Linked DNA regions of Xenopus tropicalis: region 2 is linked to region 1. A link is a contact called in public Hi-C data. All regions are on one chromosome and are shown on one strand. Each heading gives the region's core, a stretch centred on a gene start, on an enhancer-like site or on the middle of the called end of the contact. The rest is flanking DNA. Distances are from core to core; before and after follow the strand shown. Region 1 overlaps sorbs2 (sorbin and SH3 domain containing 2). Region 2 holds the start of c4orf47 (UPF0602 protein C4orf47 homolog).

The links. Hi-C and Micro-C count contacts between places; a contact is called where the count stands out from the background.
Region 2: a Hi-C map of neurula embryo shows a contact between it and region 1, with 1.9 times the contacts expected there. The contact joins the promoter of c4orf47 here to the enhancer-like site in region 1. A contact is called at or near these places in 4 of 5 Hi-C or Micro-C datasets (brain, liver, neurula embryo and 1 more).

What each region holds. Positions count from the first base shown.
Region 1 is chr1:44,395,910-44,402,731 of UCB_Xtro_10.0, reverse strand. It overlaps sorbs2 (sorbin and SH3 domain containing 2), which reads right to left. Exons shown (of 22, transcript NM_001141994.1): 14 at 6,715-6,800; 15 at 6,133-6,173; 16 at 4,403-4,517; 17 at 4,187-4,315; 18 at 3,691-3,894. Among named protein-coding and RNA genes, the nearest start is that of pdlim3, 37 kb to the left of the region's middle. Within about 2 kb of position 3,676, at least 1 of the 11 cell types and tissues checked has an H3K27ac peak or open chromatin away from gene starts, as enhancers often do. A contact at or near this core is called in neurula embryo, where this site is marked.
Region 2 is chr1:44,470,898-44,478,375 of UCB_Xtro_10.0, reverse strand. It overlaps c4orf47 (UPF0602 protein C4orf47 homolog), which reads left to right and starts at 4,943. Exons shown (of 8, transcript XM_002934264.5): 1 at 4,943-5,177; 2 at 6,089-6,224. The coding sequence starts at 6,131. It overlaps ufsp2 (UFM1-specific peptidase 2), which reads right to left and starts at 4,563. Exons shown (of 12, transcript NM_001126988.1): 1 at 4,549-4,563; 2 at 3,533-3,611; 3 at 2,596-2,779; 4 at 2,437-2,491; 5 at 788-945. The coding sequence starts at 4,551.

The sequences.
Region 1 (6,822 bases), core at 2,427-4,926:
ATTCTCTGTGGTGCTCTTCCTTGCTTGACCAATCAAAGCTAACCAGTTGACTCATACAGCATGGGGGGCATCACATCATGTTTTTGAATAAGTTCATTATATATTATTTGTTAAATTGTAAAACTATCTACAACCCCATTCTAACTGGCCTAGTGACAAATCCTTTAGCAAAGTTACGTAGCACATTCCTAGTTATGGCATAGAGCAGGCAACTGCTCAGCTTTAAGCGCTTAATACCTTGGAAAATGACTAATAATTTAGGATACTGAAGCCAGACATGGAGCCATTCAGATGTTAAAAACTACGACTCCCACCATCCCCTGCTGAAGGGCCACAAAAGCATGAAGGTTTCAATGATGTCCCTCTGAAGTGATGTGGGGGTGATTAACTGTATAAAAATAGCTGCTCACAATTTACCCCCAAACATAGTTGTGAACTGATGACAGATATGTACAGACAGTGTCTATTTCTAGCAAAGTGACATCCTAGTGATTCAAGTGTTGATGAAGACTCACAGAAATCTTTTTCTAGCCACGGCAGGTGACTGGGATACCAGATACCGCTTGTGTTTACACATGAACCATGGCTTCCTATTTACAAAGATAGTGGGGGTCTGACATCAGCTCTGATTCTTTTTGTCTGCAACAGCGCTTATTAACTGCAGTTTTAACATTTTTAGAAGGCCTAGCATTTTTGCCTGACATTATGATGGGTATCCCCTGCTGTCAATCACACTCATACGTTCCCTGATCACGCACATCGGCTCGGAATAACCTACTGCTCTGCTCCCAGGCCTCGTTATGTAAGTACTGCGAATTCACTTCTTTCCTTCACTGGGGCTCATTTACTAACGTCTGTAGCACCTGCTTCACATTGGTGAATTCTTTTTATCACACTGGTTTACTAAGGTTGATTCATAGGAAAACTCCACTGTTTGGACCACATTTCCCTAAAGGCTCACCGCTAGCACGGACACCCCATCACAGCTACATATGTAGGGTTGCCACCTGTCTGGTTTTGACCTGGAAAGCCCGGTTTTTGGAAGGACTCTGTGAGATTGAGGGAGCAATCAGCCAATCGCCTTGTCATAGCCCTGCCCCTCCGTCATCACCACCTGCCTACGTTACGTCAATGTCCCACCCAGTGCCACACACCCCAGTCTGGTGTGGGAAAAGGTGGCAAGCCTATACATATGAAGGAGATACTCATGTTTTATATAGCAGCAGCAAGTTACTCAGTGCTTTTATTCCAATCAGGTATAAAAAGGCTCTTACAAAAATATAACAAAAAAATGTGTTATAATGGGTAATTTAAAAATAATGGGAAGGACTCATGGATAAAGAGTACAATAACACTAACAACTAGACCATTGTGCTAAATGGGGGCATTTCTACATGATTCTACAGTAAATACCTCCCTTGTTCCTGCATTACATACAGCTTTTGGCAGATAAGAGGCCTATAAGTAGTAGCCATAGTGCATTAATAAGCATAGTACAAATATGCAATAATGAGATGAGCCCAGCAATATTGCATTGCTGGGCTCATCTCATTACAAAGTAGATAAATGTATTCAATGTTTATTTGACTTTGCAACCCCCAGAGATTCCATATACATTTCAGGTATATCCACATTCCACTGACTTGATATGTACTTGGAATTAATCCTTCTATATGATATCATGAATACAAAATGCGACTTAGGTGGCTTAACCTGCACTGCATATAACTGAGACATAATTGTTGTCAGCATATCCCCCTGCACTGGCCATCAGCTGCCCCAACAGAACCACACATCTGTGCCCCGTATGTTAAATTGTGTACTTTAGTGCACACCCTTAGCTGAAGACCATAGCTGGCAGAGCTTCGCTATGTGTGGTAAAGCTTAATGATATTCCTATAAAGCCTTACATAGGCATGTCCACATGTTGACTACCAGTTCAATACATTTTTATCTATATTTTAGGTTAGGATTAATAAATACATTAGGTTTCCTTAAGCAAGCTCCAACCCAACATTAATGTCTGCTAAAATCCTTTCCAAAATGATACAGACAATATCCATTCATTATATATAATCACAACACCGTATAGTACATCAGTCTTGCTAGCTATACAAAGGTCATATTCTTGCAGATGCATTTCTCTTCACAACTACAATTTACATAAGTGATATCCAAAAGGAAGTCAGCCAACACTTGCAGGAACAGCCAGAGATCTCAGGTTCTGAGCTGTGATGCTCAGAAAGCCAACTAGGGAATTCCTAGCTAGCACAGATTAAGGCAGGGAGCTCTGGTTGCCATGAACTGGAATTAATGTGTTTTTTTAACCACAGCTGTTGCTGAAGATAGCTATGTACATCAGGAAGAACATGTTCAATAAATAACATGCCAATTTATGTCATTGTGATATATAATATAGAAATTGTTCCAAGTGGCTTTGAGTATAATTGTCTTAAGAAGGATTTCTACATGCAGAAGCAGACCCAGCACCATAGTTAAATGCAGTATCATTGTGAACATCTTAAATTCCCTCTACGCCAAAAATTCCCAGAAATCCAGCTCAATTGTGGCAGCCAAATAGTGGTATAAAACTATGCCCAGGTTAATAAACCTCAATTGTGTCCATCAAAAATGGCCATAAAACAGAAAAAGACAGAAGAGGGAGACAAAAAATTTAAAAAACTATAAACGCTGAATAATGAAAGCCAATAGTAAAGTGGCTAGGGATAAGCTATTCTATAACATACAAAAAGTTAACCCAAAGGTGAAAAACCCCTTTAAAGGCGAAGGAAAGTCATTTTGGCATTTTACTGCCAATAGATTTGCCACATTAGTGCCACCTAGAATGTTATATTTATTCTGCAGAAAGCTTTATCATACCTAAGTAAAGAGCTCTATAAGCTTTCTCTGTTTGTTTAAGATTGCAGCTGCCATTTTAGCTTGGTGTTCATAGCTTCCTTTGCAGTCTAGCCCTTATAGCTCAGATCACACATTCCTAAGGGTGGGGGGAGTAAGTTTTATGAATTCTTATGGGAGGGGGGAGCAGGAGAAGGGAGAGGGGAGAGATCTGGGCACGTGTCGATCAAGTTTAATTTAATTTTTCAGATAATGCTTAATTAATGTCTAGTTAATCAATGGGAAGGTAAAAAGCTGTCACTCAAAATCCTGACCCCAAAAGATCAACTTGACTTGTTCCTGGTTCAACAATATATGAGTGTGAGTATTAATGCCAATTCTATTTTCTATATTGTAAGTACTAGGCCAACCAGGAATTCTCCTTCTCATGCTGCCAAATGAATTTCTGCACCAAGTGCCATCTAGAAAGACTCGAGTGCATGCCCCCTGTTTACTGCATACCCCCTTGTGATCCTTATCAGAGTACCTACAAATGTGATTATTTTTCTCTACCGCAATACAAAATATGCAGCTGTTTTGAATGCAAAAAATGGATAGCATAATAGCTTATTAAACACCAGAGCACAAATAGATGTTTGATCATCACCAGCCACTTATCCAGTGTTCCAATGGCTGTGCTTCTAGTAATGGGAGCAATGGCAGCAGCCAAGATGTTGCATGAAAGCTCAGACAAAAGACCTTTTCTAACCAAAGGAATGTTATCTGAGACAGGGCAAATGCCACCAAAAGCAAAGGCTTTGCTCTATAATTAACTAGTAATACAAGGTTCCTTACCGTGGCAGGACTTGAATTGTGCATCCTGTCTATTGAAGTGCTCTGAGGTCCTGGACAATGGGAGGAATCCCCAGCACTTTTGGACGGACCCTTTTTTAAGATCTCCACATAGGCCACAGGGAAGATTCCCTGCCTTTTAGTCCCCACAATTTTACCTTCATACCAGTTTTGGTCAACTTGCTTAAGAAGCAAAACTCTATCACCCTGGGGGAAAAAAAGATATAAGTCACAGGTTGCACCTATACTGAATGCATAATGCATCGAGCAGTGCTAAGAAAGAAAGGGACCCACAGGTTAGAAAAAGCTAAATCTGCTAACTAAAGGGATAGGTCCATTTTGTGGCCCTAAGGATGCTGGGATGTGCCGGCTGCAGAGCCAATGGCTGGTGTCTGACCTATTAATTTTTATTCTTAATAGCGGAGAACCTACTGTAAGTTATTTCACTGTTATAAGGCAACAGATACACATGAACAATAAGAATAGTGGATAAAATTACCTTTTTGAGTGAAAGCTCCACGTTTGTGTCAGCAGTAAAATTGTATTTAGCCACTGCCTCTCCGATCTCTCGGGCCTGTGCTGGAGGAGGGGGGCGCGCTGGCTGTAATTTTTCTGTCAGGGTCATTTTCTACAACAGAAAGATTAATAAATATATATCTAATTTACGGTGAATGCTTGATAGTCATAAAATAAATGGAAAGAAAGGACTACAAACCTCAACATATGAAACTGGAAATATCCCTATTCTCCCATGGTGCTCCCCTTCGTACCAGTTCTTGTCTATTTTCCTGAGGATATAGACTGTATCTCCTTTACTGAAAGACAGTTCTCTGCAGGAAAATAAGGTGCAAACATTTCATATGCTGTAAAAGCTCAATAAAATGATAGGGGGTCATTTATTTACCTAATAACAGTGCAATAACCCATGGCAGTCAATCACACGTCAGACAGCTGCCAGAGAAGATCAATCACTGGTTGATATGGGTAACTGTCCAGTTACAAATTAGCCCAGTGCTAGTAAATAAGTGCATGAAACCTGGATATACTGAACTGAATCTGTCTCATTCAATTCTGTTTGCTATTCGCAATATGTGCATCTGGGAAGGCCTTCTATAAAAATGGTAAATCCCACCATTATCATAATCAGGCTAGGGGAATATATTTATAAAGTATATATTTTTTCTATATAGGCACCCAAGAGCCACCAGCCATAAAGCTGCAGCCCTAGGTGCCTATGTAGATCATTTGTCCCTGGACAGGGGGGTTTGTAGAGTGGATCTGTCATGCTCAGTTGCATCATTTACAACACAATATACAATCCTGTTTGGATATAGAGCAGGATCTGAGAGAATGTGATCCCAAGATACTTCTCTGGGTCTCTGGTTTTTAATAAAGGAACAATTCTTAACCTCTTTTTCTCAAAATCTGACTTGCTTTCCATAAGCAACACACAGCCCCACCCAGTTCTATAATCACTACAGAAATGACTATGAATGTTACATGTCCTGCTCTACACATTTTTACTTCTGTCTCCAGAAAATGTTTCAGAGCACTTGCCCTGGGCCTCTGGATCACAGGCAGTTCCTCTGGCCAGAAAATGCCTCACTTAGATTGCAAATGCTATAAGTAGGGCCTAATAATTCCTGTGTCTCTTAACACACAGCAATTAGTCTTTGTAATAGATTTCTTTTTTATTTATTGCGAGATTTGTTTCCCTTGTCTGTACCATTAAAGGTACCATTAACAGTAACACCAAAAAATGAAAATATATCCACGTAATTAAACTAATAATGTACTGCTGCCCTGCACTGGTAAAAGTTGTGTGTTTGCTTAATAAAGACTACTATAGTTTTATAAATACCCTGCTGTTTAGCCATTGGGGCAGCCGTTCAAAAGGAGAAATGGAACAGGTTACATAGCAGATAACAGATAAACAGAATACAATTGTGCTTTATCTGTTATCTGCTATGTAACCTGTGCCTTTTCTCCTTTTTTCCAGCTTGAATGGCTGCCCCCACGGCTACACAGCAGCTTATTTATATAAACTATAGTAGTGTTCATGAAGCATACACAACAGTTTTACCAGTGCAGGGCAATAGTATTTAATTACATAAAACTCTTTTATTAATTGGTGTTACTGTTCCTTTAATGAACAAAGGTACAGCTCTGCAGAAACAAGTATTATATAACTAAAGACACACTGGTAACAGTAACAATACAAATTATTATTTTTCTGTATAATAATTGTGTAATATAAGCACTTCTGGGATATCCTGTGGCTGCAAGGTATAGTACTGTACCGTATAGTCAAAAAGACACTAATTTAGAAGTGGCCGAGATTTCTCTGCGGATTGACAGTACTTGCACAGCCTCTGGTAGTAATTATTAGGCCAATAAAGAGCAGAAATATAGCATAAGCACCCACCCAACCACACTAGAACTTACTTTGGAGTCTGTGCTTTGAAGTCATACACAGCTCGAGCAGGCTTACCATAGAAACAAAAGACAAATACTGCAATTAGTATTACATTTGTCATCAATTATATTTACTAAAACTTGAGTATTCATTTGATCAAAACAGCACATTCTTCTTTTGGGCAGACACATAGCTTCCCCACACTGGTTGTCCCAAGGACCCCACTGACAGCGTCTTTCTTTACTTTGGTTTCAGATATTAAAACATACTAAAAAGCATCTAAGCTGTTCATCTTCTGATCGTGTTGGGCCATCTTTTGAGTGTCAGTGACACTGCACGCGCTCAGTGTGCTCTGGGCTGCTGTTGAAGAGCAAATCACCAAAAAATAGCAGAAAGTGAGACTACACCTGCCACAGATGCTAAAAGGCTCATTAATAATCCCATTTGAAGCAGAATGTTGCAGTGTTATGTAAATCTGAAATCATTACTAATAAGCCTTGTACAGTAAACGTTAAGCTGTATATATTCTGAGCCTGAGCAACTCTGCGGCACTGCATGGGAAGTGTAGAGGGGTGGGTGGGGCATTAAACACACAACTGTGGATCACATACCTCTCTCTCTTGGGCACCCCTTCTTGCGACACTTCGGGTAACATTAGTGAAAGCAGAGGAATAGCTGCGGGGAGACTCTGGATCAGCTGGGAAATTAAGCAAAAATAT
Region 2 (7,478 bases), core at 3,694-6,193, 74 kb before region 1:
GGCATACAAACCAGTGCAATACAGGTAGTTATATAGTCACACAATTAATTAACATAAGTAATTACCACAAATTCTGTAGTGGCAATTATTTATATAGAAAAGAGGAATTTGTCCATGTGAAAAAGTCCATAGAATAAGTAGCATAAATCCAAAATTAAAAATACTAAGTCCAAACCTTACAAAAGAAACGCCATAAATACAGCAAATCACCTATCAGAAAAACTCAAGACAATTAGCTACTAACGTAAAGTTTTCCTTCTTACCATTTACACAGTTGTAATGCATTGGGAATAGTGTAACAATATAAAATGATACACAATTTTTTTAATAGTAACCTAATAGAAACATTAATACAGGCTAGAAGAAACATTTGTTACAAAGCTAATTAGCCCTGAACAAAGAAGGCATAACCTGTCCCTGAAGTACTGCACAATTCATCATTCATACTTTCTATCTGCAGAAAAAAAGGATAAAAAAAATGGATACCTTAAAAGGTATCAGTCCAAGTAGGGAGGTGCTACATATAGTTCTTGTTTAAATTCCCACTCTCATAGTCTAATATAACATTACAGCAGCAATACAAAGTAAATACATTCTTGTCAGACTATTTTGCTCTACTGATTCTGCAATCACACATATATAGCACAGCAGGACTGGTTTTGTATTGCCATAAAAAGAAACCAGTTAAGTAACATAAGTATTAGCAAATATACTAAACATGCAAGCACAAAAAAAGATATAGCTTTTTTTAAAAAAACAAAACAAAAAAACAACAAGATTGACTTACTTCCCCCAGGTCTCATCAGGAGAAACAGAAATCACTGTATCGATGGGTAATATCATGTTTACAAGTTGCAGGCTAGTGACGTCCTGATGGATTACTGGACATACAGCTTCGGAAGTGGTAGTCTTTTCAAATAAAAGCTTGATATTTACTATTTGTTGCTGTCAAAGGGGGTAAAACACACAACAGGACAGCGGATGGTGGATTATTTTGTTGTATTTCATACATATTTAAATCTCAGTGTAGCTAATGGTAGAAGAAAAATCACATAGAAACATTTGGGGAAACCAGAACCTGTGTTTTATAAGCAGCTGATGACACAAAATTTCTGGAATACATGATACAGGTACTGGGATCTTTCTGCAATTTGAATCACCTTGTTATTCTTAGCAAGTGCAGCCTAGGTCCCATTGTGGGCTGTGTCTCCAGCTGCTCTTTAACTTATGCATCTGAATTATGTGCAAGTTAGGTAGCGGTTGGGGCGGACACCTAAGTGCCCCCCATCTCCTGCCTCTCACTAATAGAGTGCTGACAAACATGGTCAGTGGTGTATTCCAGGGCTGAGGGTAGAGCCTTATGCCACAGTGCAGAACACAGTTTGCAAAAACACTGCCAGTCCTTTTTGCATACTGTGTTCTGCATTAAAGGAGAACTAAAGCCTAACTAAAGAATTAGGGCAGAAATGTCGTACAGTATATTTTGGGTTTCTGTACCAGGCCAAGGCAACCACAGCCCTTTAGCATTGAGGATCTGTGCCTCCAAAGATGCCCAGTACCTGATTCACTGCACATGCTCTGTGATGCTGTCATTACTGAGCTTAGGGACCAGTGCATAATATACTGTATATACAGAATATCACAAAATGTCACAATATAACTGCTGACTAATAATACATACACATAATTACTACATGTCAGCTCAGAAACCAGTGCACTTAGCTTTGGAATTGAATAATCAGCCCTGTAGCATCAGCTTATATTAAGGCCAACCTCAATTGTGACAACCCCTAAGCTTAGCTTCTCAACAGCTGCTCATAGCCCACTAAGCATACACTTTCAAGATGGAGAGCTGCTGTGACAGGTTTGAAGGCCTGGATCATTGCTGCAATTGTGATGCTGAAATTTTAGAATAGGCCGTAAGTTCAGGATATAAAATATGGCATTTTTAGCCATATTCATTTTTAGAGTTAGTTATCCCAATGACCCCAAATGTTAATATGCAAATAACTAGTAATTAAGTTTAGATAAATAAGTCATATTTAGTGTACTGGTTCAAATAGAAAGCATGGGGGCAGGTTTTGAGACTTTTCTGTGTTGCACCACATCTCACCTGGATTCACTAAAAATCGACACACTGAAGGCAATGTTTTGGGAAATTACCCAGGACTGCCACACAAAGTGATTTACATCTGCCAAATTCAATAGATCCAAATGGAAAGGTATTTTCCATTTTTTTGGCGCCTAGAAGAGGGGATTTCTAACAGGCAACAAAGCACCCTTTAATCATTGATCTAACACCCTTGTGATATTAGCTGAATGTTTATATGGCAAATAACCCAGAAATAGTTTGGGTTAAAAAAAGGCTTGGATATACACAGTGACTTATACTAAGACTTATTTACACAAACTGAAAAACAAATTGTGTGTTCATACCAAATCTTGGATTTTTTTCTCTTTCTTTTTAAAAACTTTGCGTTCATCATCCATCCTGCAACAAAAGAAAATAAAAATAAAGGGGGACAAATTAAATGGAAACAGTGAAATTCAAAAATTTTAAAAACAAAAAGATAAAGAGATTCAATGTTTACTTACTGAATAAAGCGCAGAATGTCTTTGCATGGAGTATCGTCTCTTAGTTCTGTGGGATGTGTGCATATTCCTGCATTGGGCCATATGTACAGAACACTGTTACAAACATTCAGCACCAGGGATTCTGATAGGAGCTTGGCAGAGAGGTCACACACTGCTCTAAAAAGAGCTTTTTTGGCAGAGGCTTCTATTATATCACAAAAAGTAAAAAGAAGTAGGATCAGTACAGATTGTTTAAACTGTAAAAGCTTATTAGTTATTACATAAAGGTATGGGAGTTAAATATATTGCGTGTTTTTTTTTTAAATTCAAAATTTAATTTCATTTTTTTTTAAGAGAATTGGCTTTTAATTTTTGAGAAAGATTGGACACTGGTATACAAAAAAAGACATACAAAAACTTGAAAGTTTTCAAAGAAAGGCAACCAGGTCTATTAAGGGCGAAGATACAAGTGATTTAATAGTTGCTTTGGCTTTTTAAAAAAAGGCAATCACAGCAACTAATTGCAGCGACAGTCCTGCCGCAAGTTATTATGGAATTCCCTGCGACTACTCTTGTGTGGTTTTGTGCTGCATGGATTAGTTGCTGTGACTTTTTAAAAAGTCGCGGCTACTAATCGCTGCGTGAATCTTTGCCCTGAAGTGATTTGTTCAGGTCCACAGCCCAAATGATAGGAACTGCAGGAAGTAAATAGAAGCTGTGGCTCTGGATGCAGACCGATTAATCAAGGGATAGGCATGTTACAAAGATACCGGTTGGGAATGTTCACCCAACATACATGTACTGAACACTGAATTAAAAATGGTGCATTTTCCCACTCACTGGAGTACATGCATGCACATAAGGAGTGTGTGTCCCAGATTAATCATTATGCACATGCGTGTGACACAGTATTGGTCGATGTGCCCCCCAGTCCTATATCATTCACATGCGAACATACCATCAGTCGCAGTCAAAGGGAATGATAAATTCAGGCCACCTCGTGTTCTGAAAATGATACATGGCGATGTTAAAACTACCTGCAGATTAAAATAACATTTTCGTCACCATGATCGTAAAAACAGTTTTCTTTAGTTTAAATGATCTAATAAAAGACAAAATTGTTGTTAGACAGAAGTTAACATGGTACAAACAATGAATTGGTTTTACACACCATTGCCACTTCGCCAGTATTTTACCATTCTATACACTACAAATAAATAAGTGCTTGCCATGTTATTAATAGGGAAGGTAGACAAACCAAAAAAAATTGTTAAAATGTTGTTAAAACTATTTATTAATACTACTCCAAATCAGGGGAATGACTAAGAGCACACAAGGGAGGGATCATTGGCCAGGGCCAGATAAACATGTGTAAAACTTTTCATTGTCCCAATATTTTTGTTATAACAGTTTCTAGCTTGCGGTGTGTGGGAATACTTACACACCAATAGTGTCTAATATAAAACTTACATTGCAGCAGAAATATGGAAATGTAATTTAATAGGGTCCTATTGAAACAAACAATTCACATTTTGACTGATTCACTTGTTCTCTGCGATTATACAGTACTTTATACTTTCTGATAACTAAGCCACCATAAACCCATGCTAATGGAAAATAATACTAAAGTTTCTAGAAGACCAAGACAGTAGAAATCCTGGGACCCCTCAGGGGGTAGAACTGCATAAATCAGTATCCCCTATATTTGAGCTACAAATGCCAGCATGCCTTTAACAGCTGGAAGGCTGCAGGCTAAATACTAAACATTAAACAAGTCGTTGCTCCATATAATATTTACTTTGGCGGGCCAGTGACATTCCCTTTCTGCCCTGTCTAACCTTTAATCCACCACACAGGCACAGCGGACTACAGAGTCGAAGTGTTTGGTTTTAAGAATAAGGTGCCATCCCCTCGCCCTGTATGAACACATTCTCTACCCAAACTGTGTGTACTGTGTTATACTGCTCAACTCACCATGACTGCGACTCCAGCCACTTCCTCACTTTACGGCAGCCCCTAATGATGAGCTGTACACAAACTACTTCCTGCCTCTTTTTTGCAACTCAAACGTATACCGCTAAAATATTCAGCGGGTTACCCATCTAGTTCTATGGCACAAAGACTAGGGATCGCAAGCCATATACCCTTACAGATAAATACACACGCCTCTACCAAAAACAAATTGACAGCAACAGCTCGATTTGCATGGGCACGCCTACATCCAAATGTAGTAACCAATGCGCATGCACGGAACCTGCGGAGGACTACATTACCCTAAATGCATTGCGTGTCAAAGCTTCCAATGCAGGTACAGTGTAAAGTTGGAGCTGTACCAAGTGGGGATGTGGGGTGTATATGGCCGTTTTCTGGTAACCATATCTGCTACTGTACACTTTCTCAGCATGTCACGCTTGTGCTTACATATACTAGACAACAGTCAATAGAAGGATAGGTTCAACCAAAAGTCGCGAAGGCTTTAAAATAAACGTTTGGAGGCTTTAGTGCGACCGAGAACCCCCCACGATGTAAAATGGAATGCGCTGTTCTGTCTCCGCAGCAACCAGATGTAACAACAGTTGTACTGAGAGAGACACAGCGCTTAGGTGAGAGATGGAGACTCTGGGGTGGTTACCTGCTGAATTAAATAAGGAAATGTTAATTAAATATTCAGGTGTAACATGGCCACTTGGGCACAGGCTCGCATTCAAGCAGCAAATGTGCTTTAAAGAAAATGATAGCACACACTGCAAAGTTTCACCAGTGCAGTTAACCATAGCAACCAATCAGTAGTTACTGTTAAAGTATGTATGTATGTATATGTATATCTTTATTTATGTACGCAGCACTGTACAGTAGAATACATTAATACAAACAGGGGGTTAAAGATAATGGATAAATACAAAGTACACCAATAAATACAAATAAATACAAGGTACAGTTGCAATAAGAGTCAGAAACACAAGATGAAGGAGGTCCCTGTCCCGTAGAGCTTACAATCTATATGGGAGGGGTAACTAACAGACACAAATGGGCAAACAAGTACAAGAAAAGGCAAATTCACTGCCAATTTGTTAGGCTTTTCCAAAGGAATACATTTGCTTACACTTTACCCCTGACAGATCCTCCATAAAAACACAGCAACCCACAGTTATTTTAATCAGTGCCCTGTGCCACAGTCAAAAATGTATGTATGTATGTAGCGCTGTACAGTAAGTAGAACAATACATAAATAAAACAAAATGGGCTCATCACAATAATAGATAAATAAAAAGTATGATAATACATAAAAATAGATACAAGGTATGACTACTATAAATTAAGAATCAAAAAGACAAGAGGATAGAGGTCCCTGCCCCGTAGAGCTTCCAACCTAAATCCCATTGTGGTGTGCAAAAATGTGCTTTTTCTACATGTGCCTGCCCTGGGTAATATATTTGGCTCAATGTTTGGGATTTGAGCATGTGAAGACTAAAAATCATATCTTACAATTTCTATTTTAATCCATTTATTCAAGGTGTTATTTCCCCTGGGCTTTTCAAACCTTCACAGTTTTAAAATGCCTGAAGGAAGGACTGATATGGAGAGGATTGGCCTCTTCAGTGAGATGGGATATACCAGCATTGGAGATAAATATGCGCCCCCCGGCTCCAGTAAGTATGGACTTAGTCCTGTGTAAATAACAACTTAAAGGCTGGCACGTCATTAGTTGGATGCATTTTCTTATGAAAAGTGTCTCCTAACCAATGCATTGGCTTCTTATATGGGCAAATATATTTCCAGGAGATTACTAGCATGGCTGGAGTATGCTGAGATTATGTGGTATGGCCTGGGTTTCATGGTCCATGGTTCAAATGGTTCCAGCGAAGCTTGGAGGGCCAAGGGATATACTCTTGCTGCCCTGTCCAACTAAACTCACCCTTTAATCCACCACACAGGTACAGTGAACTACAGTGTCGAAGTGTTTTATTTTGAGATCAAGGTGCCATCCCCTCGCCCTGTATGAACACATTCTCTACCCAAACTGTGTGTGCTGTGTTATACTGCTCAACCTACCATGACTGCTCCTCCAGCCACTTTCTCATGTGTACTTTAAATATTTTTCAACCATAAATGTTCTGCAAATATTCCGTATTTTATTTCATGTGTCATCACCCCTCCCATTGGTGTGATTCACTCAAACGCAACTGTGTATTTGTGCTCCCTCACACCTTTTAAATATATCACTATTAACCAGCCCTCTTCTTTTTCTATCCGCACATTGCCACTTTCTCTTACATGTTCATACTGAAACTCTTGGGAGAGAGCTGCCTCCTTGGATCATTATCCTCTTTATTATCATCCATTATCTACCCTTCCGGTGAACACTACTAACAGCCCCTTCATTTATCCTCTAGAAGGGGATTTCCACTTTCTTTTCCTATCAGCACTATCTCCAAGGTGCAGCCTCTCTCAGATAGATTCAGAAGGCTGATGCTTCTACAGTGTGCCCCTTTACACTGTGCCCCTTGTGCCAGTCAGTTCTGCCTAACAATCTGCATCCATAGGGCTGTCCAGGTGGGCTTTCGCTTTTGGGACCTCCTTCTCTTCTCTTGTAGGTTCTTAGGAATAGCCAAAAGCAGTAGACTGGATCCCAACTGGGGGTGCTACCCTCCTGGTGACTACTCAATACTGGGGACAACTCTGATCATGGGTGGGTGGGTGGGTGGATGGGTGTATGCAGGTTGCTTAGTTCCACCACAAGACAACAGTTTCATAGAAATCAGACAGTCTGCAGGAAGTTTTTGCATAAACTTTCAGACAGCCCTGCAACATTTGGCTTGTATGCCTCATTGTACCAAATTCATATAACCAGAGTTATGCACAGGGAATTGTTAATTTCCAAATTTTCTTTGCAAACTAATCAA